Linked DNA regions of Mus musculus: region 1 is linked to region 2. A link is a contact called in public Hi-C data. All regions are on one chromosome and are shown on one strand. Each heading gives the region's core, a stretch centred on a gene start, on an enhancer-like site or on the middle of the called end of the contact. The rest is flanking DNA. Distances are from core to core; before and after follow the strand shown. Region 1 overlaps Senp1 (SUMO1/sentrin specific peptidase 1). Region 2 holds the start of Asb8 (ankyrin repeat and SOCS box-containing 8).

Region 1 (2,849 bases), core at 200-2,699, 98 kb before region 2:
CTATGGTTCCTATGCTTGTGCAGCAAGCCCGTTAGCCTCTGAGCCTCTCCCTAGCCAAGAGCACTCTTTTGAAGAAGGAAATGCGCACTGTTCAGGAACTTATCCCCCTTGCCATGTATCAGTTGCAGAGCAAGGCACTGGTGTTTACAAAGAGAAGCAAATGGGTGTAAGAGATTCCCATTCTAATTTCCAAGGGAACCACTAAGTAGTAAGACCAAAGCAAAGTCATCTCTGTGGGACTTTTTCGTTTAAAATTTCAGAAAGCTGAATTAAATATGAGTTCTGCTGACTGTATTTCTATGTATATGGTTACTCTATATTTCAGTGTGCCAAGACAGCAACTGCCCTCATTAATACATATTGTATTTAAAATATGCATTTATACTGATGTGACAATGCCACTAATCCCATCTCCGAAGGTCTCACTCAGATTGCTGGAAAGACAGAAAGCAACAAACATTTCTTTTGTCCTCAATTTGCACTTACAAGAGGATCCTGCAGGCCTCGTTGTTTATTCCACCCATAGAATCATAGTAGGTGATACTCTTCCTTCTAAAGTCTACAACCTGGAACAAGACAAAACAGTCAGGACACACGCATCATCAGCTGGCCTCCCTTGGCCTTGACCTTTCCCCAGACTGTCTGTGAGACTGTGAGCAGTATGGTGAATGTGCTGTATTCTAGCATGGGAAGAGCAAGGGGACTGTTTACCTAGGGTGGTGCTGGGGTGATCCACCAGTGGCCTATTAACTGTCTTAAAATCTTTTTTTGCATGCCACTTTCTCCATGATCAACAATGCATGATTCACAGAAAATTAACTATCATAAGATCATTCCCACAGTATAAGAAAGATGGTGACAAGATTCTGCGTTTGTTTTTATCTTATTTCCTTTTTTTGGATCGATATTTATTTATTTATTTATTTATTTATTTATTTATTTATAATATGTAAGTGCACACTGTAGCTGTTTTCCGACTCTCCAGAAGAGGGAGTCAGATTTTGTTATGGACGGTTGTGAGTCACCAGGTGGTTGCTGGGATTTGAATTCAGGACCTTCGGAAGAGCAGTCCGTGCTCTTAACCTTTGAGCCATCTCTCCAGCCCCAGATTGATATCTTTGAAATGTAATTCAAAACAGAATATACAATAACTCTTATTAACATTAAGCTGATGTCTTCATGCTTCCAGAGCACAGAAATGCTAAACCCCCACATGCACAAGGCAAGTCAGAGCTAGGTAGGAAGCTGGGGCTGGTGGCACCACAAACATGCTTGTTCCTTGCCTCACCTGAGGCGGCGGCGGGATGACCTGTAACTTCCGAACCTAAGCATCCCCTACTCTAAAGCCGAGGCATCACTATGAAATTCCACCTCTCCTCCATAGCAAAGCAGAGACACAGATCATATGGCCCACTGGGCTGGCTATGCTGCCTACGTAGATCTCTTTCTCATGCCATCAAAAATAAAGGAGTTACTCACAGCTAGACACCAGTGCACACCCAAGTGAATGGGCACCAGAAGAATATCAACGGAGAATACATCCACCTTCTTTGTCCAGCGTTTCACTGCCTGATAACCAGCTGTTTTTAGCTTAGTGAAGAAGAAGGTATTAAACGCATGTACACTTGGAAACCCCTTCTCTTTACTGCGTTCCATTAGCATGTTCATGTAGAAATTGATGATCTGCAGGAAGACATTACACATTAGAACAGTCCAAACACTAGCACAATCAGAATGTCATTAACATATGCGTATGTATTATGCTATGGATGGCAGCCAACTCAACGAATGCTTCAACAGATAATTTTTAAATATCCAGTTTTCCTTAATATAAAGACTTTATTAATCATACTTCTTAAGTATCACACAACTAAGTTAACTGCTGGAAACCAGAGCAGATAGGCAGCTGCTAGCCAGACTAGCAGAAAACTGGAGGGGAGGAGGAAGATGAGAACCGGAGAGAGGAGACAGGAGTGCAGTGGGAGCTGTCTGAGTGTCTGTGCTGAGCAAGTGGATCCTGGGCTCTGGTCTTATTCTCCCTCTGCCCTTTTCTCCTTCCTCTCCCTCCCTGACATTTTCCCTCTCCTTCCTCTTCTCACTGCTTGGGTTGAGACAGGGTCTCACTCTGTAGCAGACTGTCCTAAACTCACTATAAAGCCCAAGCTAGCCTTGAACCTGTGGTACATGTCCTGTCTGAGACCTGAGTGCTGGAATTAAAGACTTCAACTATTACAGTTGCACACAGAGAAAACCCAGCTCCGCATCTGAGGCCTTCTCAGCCATGTGCAGCAGCAAACTGCTTCGGTTTCGCGCAAATCTAAGACCAGAAACCCCTGAGACAAGCTAGGAAATGCCTGCAATAGCACAGCACCCTCCCCTGGGAACCCAGGCGTCAGGTCCTAGCATGACGAAGCGAGGTGGTTAGCTTTCTCATCACTGCATCACTTCTTCAGTATCAAGTGTGCGCATGATGAATTAAAATATTTGATAGAAGAGATGTGCGATTCTTAGTCAACAAAGCAATGTCTTTTAGAACAGTAACTATGCTGTCTGTGGTTCCTTTAGGTCCAGAGTCCTGGTCCTAACGCTTAAAAGTTATTAGGCCAAAAATTACAGCATACTTACTTTATGTGGATAGCTAAGGCCAAGCCAGTGTCTGTCAACTGAAAGGAATGAATGGGCTAACTGAGCCACAGCTTGGAAATATGACTATGAAAACAGGGACATTTTTCAGAATGTTTTTTGAGGAATGGGAAAAAGCCCCCGTCTTTTGACAAATATTTACACACCAGGATGCCAGAGCAGTGAGCCACTGTCCACAGGGAATCCTGCCAGGAATACACCCAACC
Region 2 (3,016 bases), core at 294-2,793:
CTATCAAAAACTGGAAAGAATGCCGGGCGTGGTGGCACACGCCTTTAATCCCCAGCACTTGGAAGGCAGAGGCAGGCAGATTTCTGAGTTCGAGGCCAGCCTGGTCTACAAAGTGAGTTCCAGGACAGCTAGGGCTACACAGAGAAACCCTGTCTCGAAAAACAAACAAACAAAAAAATCAACCCCACCCCTAAGAGTAAAGGTTATGAGAAGGTTTTTAAGTAGTGCCTGGCACATGCTGGTCCTCAATATAAATTTGTTAAATCCATATTTGAATTGGCATCACAGCATCAAGCACCCAGGATCGGACTCACCAAACCCCTGGGTTAGGTAAGTTGCTGTCAGGGTGTGACTCAGAAGCAAAAGCTTTACTGTAGAATATATATATATAATTACACATGCAACTACTAAGAAGCGCAAATTTGCGATGGGTTATCCCTTTATACATTCGATAATGTAGTATAAACTCTAGTTTCTTTTTGCTAATCAGTAGCCATTAACAGCTGTCTGAAAGGTATGCGAGGCTGTGGGTATGGCTTAGAATTCGGCAAATCCTGTTTTTTTTTTCTTAAACTTTGTAACAAAGGGGACAAAAAAGCATGGGGTTGGGAGGTGGGGTGGGCGCAAAGGTATAGTCCGGGTTTCAGCAACGGTGTTGGTCAGAGGGGACAAAGCAGAAGGCTTGACCTGATGTGGTTGTGTAAGTTCCTGGTACATTAAGCAGATGGCACTAAACCCTGCACTCATTTTATGGATGTTCCTGGCTTCCAGGCTAAGAACTCTACCTTGAAGCTCCAGGTGAAACTGTGTGCCTTTCGCAAGGACAGCATCTGCTGTCAGGATAGATCAAGATAATCAACTTCCCTGTGGCCCCCGAGGCCAGCAACCCTGCAATCTGACCCCGGTGGGTCCTTCCCTCAGCTGTGACTCGTTTGCTCCATGCCCTGTTTTTTCTTCTCCCTCCTATGGAATGTACAGAAAACTTTTTTTTTTTTTTTTTAAAGCAATGCACAAATACACTCAACAGACCCTGCTCAGGGCCGGCGTCGGCCTCGCCCCCGCGGTGACCCTTGGCCTGGCCGGAGGCTCCCAATCCCAGGACGCGGACAGCTGGAGGTTCGCAGCTGCCGGGTCTGGACGGACAGACGGACGGAGAGGGGCGGGGGCCAGGGCAGCAAAGGCCAGGGCTGCTGCGTCCCTTGCGGCAGGGACCCCCGGGCGCTCACAGCAATCCGGGCGAGTCCCGGGAGTCTCAGCCTGCACCCCGGGGCGCCGACCAGCCCCCGCCCCCACCACCCGCAAAGGCCGGGAACGGTGGCCGGGTCCGGAGGCACAGAGGCCGGGCAGGCGGCTAAGGGGCGTTCACAGGCTGCGAAGCACCGACTTGGGGGTGGGGAGGGGGGCTGGCTTCAACACCGTCCCGCACTCACGGCCGCACTCACCGAACCGCGGGTCAGATCGGTCCGGGAAGCCGCTGTCAAGGCGTGACCCGGAAGCAGAAGCGGCTCGCATCAGCCCCGGGGTTTACAGCGCAAGCCGGCCGAGTGCGTGGGCGCCTGCGCGCAGGCCAGTGTGAGCGAGCCGAGTGCGCCTGCGCAGACTGTGGACGTTGGTGGGTTCTTAAAACTTTCCTAAGGAGCTGGACGCATTCCCCTGTCGCTGCTTATAGGACGTGGGCGCGATCGCTAGATCACTCCTAGCCTCTGGCCTCGTGTCCTGGTCCAATGGTGGAGGAAAATCCCGAATTTTAAGCCTATTCTTATAAGTCTGCGTCTGTGTGGACCAGGGCATCCCATTAGTCTGCCTCCCAGAGTCTATATCTGCAAACAGTCCTGGCACCACATCCCCACCGTCTTCTCTGCTTAGCATCATCCATTTCAGAGTACAAGCGTCACATAATTGACAGAGCAAGCTGCTGGTGACTGCCTCTCAATCTTGATTTGAGGAAGCCCAGCTTATTTGAACTAACTCTCTCTCTCTCTCTCTCTCTCTCTCTCTCTCTCTCTCTCTCTCTCCCTCTCTCTCTCTCAGAATTTACCCACTACATAACAAAAGCAGGTTTGCACTTGTACACAGCAGAGGGTCTAAGGATCTAGCAAGATGAAGTACTGTAACCTGGAGGGTGGCAGTCACCTCTCTTCGGAGGTTCTGGGCCAGCTGTAGTTCAATGACCCAACACAGAAGGAAGAGTACAGGGTTCGGGCATTGGCTTTGAGACTGATGTATTTCGCTCAATTTCTCCGAGTATTATCTTTCTTGAGTGTTGGTGAAAGTATAACAACGTAAAAACAGAATTCTAGGCCTTTAGGCCCAGGCTTGGGAATGTGGCCTTTGTAAAGGTATGCTAATCAAAAAAGAGAGCAACATTCCTCTACCCACCCGCTTCCTGGGTTCAAAGAGTGCTCATTCAAAGAAAGTCACCCTGGCCATTACCAGAACCTGCAATGCAAATGTGCTATTGTTAGAGGCTCTTAGAAGCTGTCTTGAGAGTTAACAATTACCAGGTATTCCTTGTGACTCTTGTAACTTTACACTTCCTTGTGACTCTTAACTGGTATCTTTGGTATCTTCCAACAACACCCTCCCCACTTCCTTAAGTTTCGGTTTCTTCCTTTAAATACCCCCTTACCCAGCTACTCAGGGCGCCACGGTCCTCTACCCCTGCGTGGTGTATGACCATGGGCCCGAGAGCGCTCTTGAATAAAAATCCTCTTGCAATTTGCAGCAAGACCCGTTTCTTGTGGGTGATTTTGGGGTGTCGCCTCTCCTGAGTCAGAACGTGGGGGAGCCCTCACATTGTGGGTCTTTCATTGGCTGTAATAATACTTAAATATCCTTCTATTTCTAGAAAATTTGATTTTAAGTAAAAAACAAAGTCTTGCTTCCCAAATGCTTTCTCACTTGCCCAATTTCAAACCGCTGTATAGCTATCGTCATGGTACTGTACTACAAAATGGAGCTTGAGAGCACTTCATTATAAAATTGCAAAGCCTACAGTGTCTGTTCTATTTTTTTT

Evidence for each region. Hi-C and Micro-C count contacts between places; a contact is called where the count stands out from the background.
Region 1: a Hi-C map of reprogramming fibroblasts shows a contact between it and region 2, with 2.1 times the contacts expected there. The contact joins the enhancer-like site here to the promoter of Asb8 in region 2. A contact is called at or near these places in 23 of 39 promoter capture datasets (the 3T3-L1 cell line, the C10 cell line, the HPC-7 cell line and 13 more), 2 of 15 datasets of contacts at CTCF or cohesin (large pre-B cells and pro-B cells), 12 of 484 Hi-C or Micro-C datasets (the G1E-ER4 cell line, the HL-1 cell line, the HPC-7 cell line and 6 more), 8 of 115 datasets of contacts at active chromatin or transcription factors (the 230-238 cell line, bone marrow-derived macrophages, embryonic midbrain and 2 more) and 4 of 9 other capture datasets (adipose tissue, embryonic stem cells, liver and 1 more).

The regions. Positions count from the first base shown.
Region 1 is chr15:98,046,707-98,049,555 of GRCm38.p6, forward strand. Senp1 (SUMO1/sentrin specific peptidase 1) reads right to left here. Exons shown (of 18, transcript NM_144851.5): 14 at 1,480-1,683; 15 at 487-566. Among named protein-coding and RNA genes, the nearest start is that of Gm41395, 11 kb to the left of the region's middle. Within about 2 kb of position 1,450, at least 38 of the 459 cell types and tissues checked have an H3K27ac peak or open chromatin away from gene starts, as enhancers often do. A contact at or near this core is called in the HL-1 cell line and reprogramming fibroblasts, where this site is marked.
Region 2 is chr15:98,144,159-98,147,174 of GRCm38.p6, forward strand. It overlaps Asb8 (ankyrin repeat and SOCS box-containing 8), which reads right to left and starts at 1,544. Exons shown (of 4, transcript NM_001170710.1): 1 at 1,443-1,544.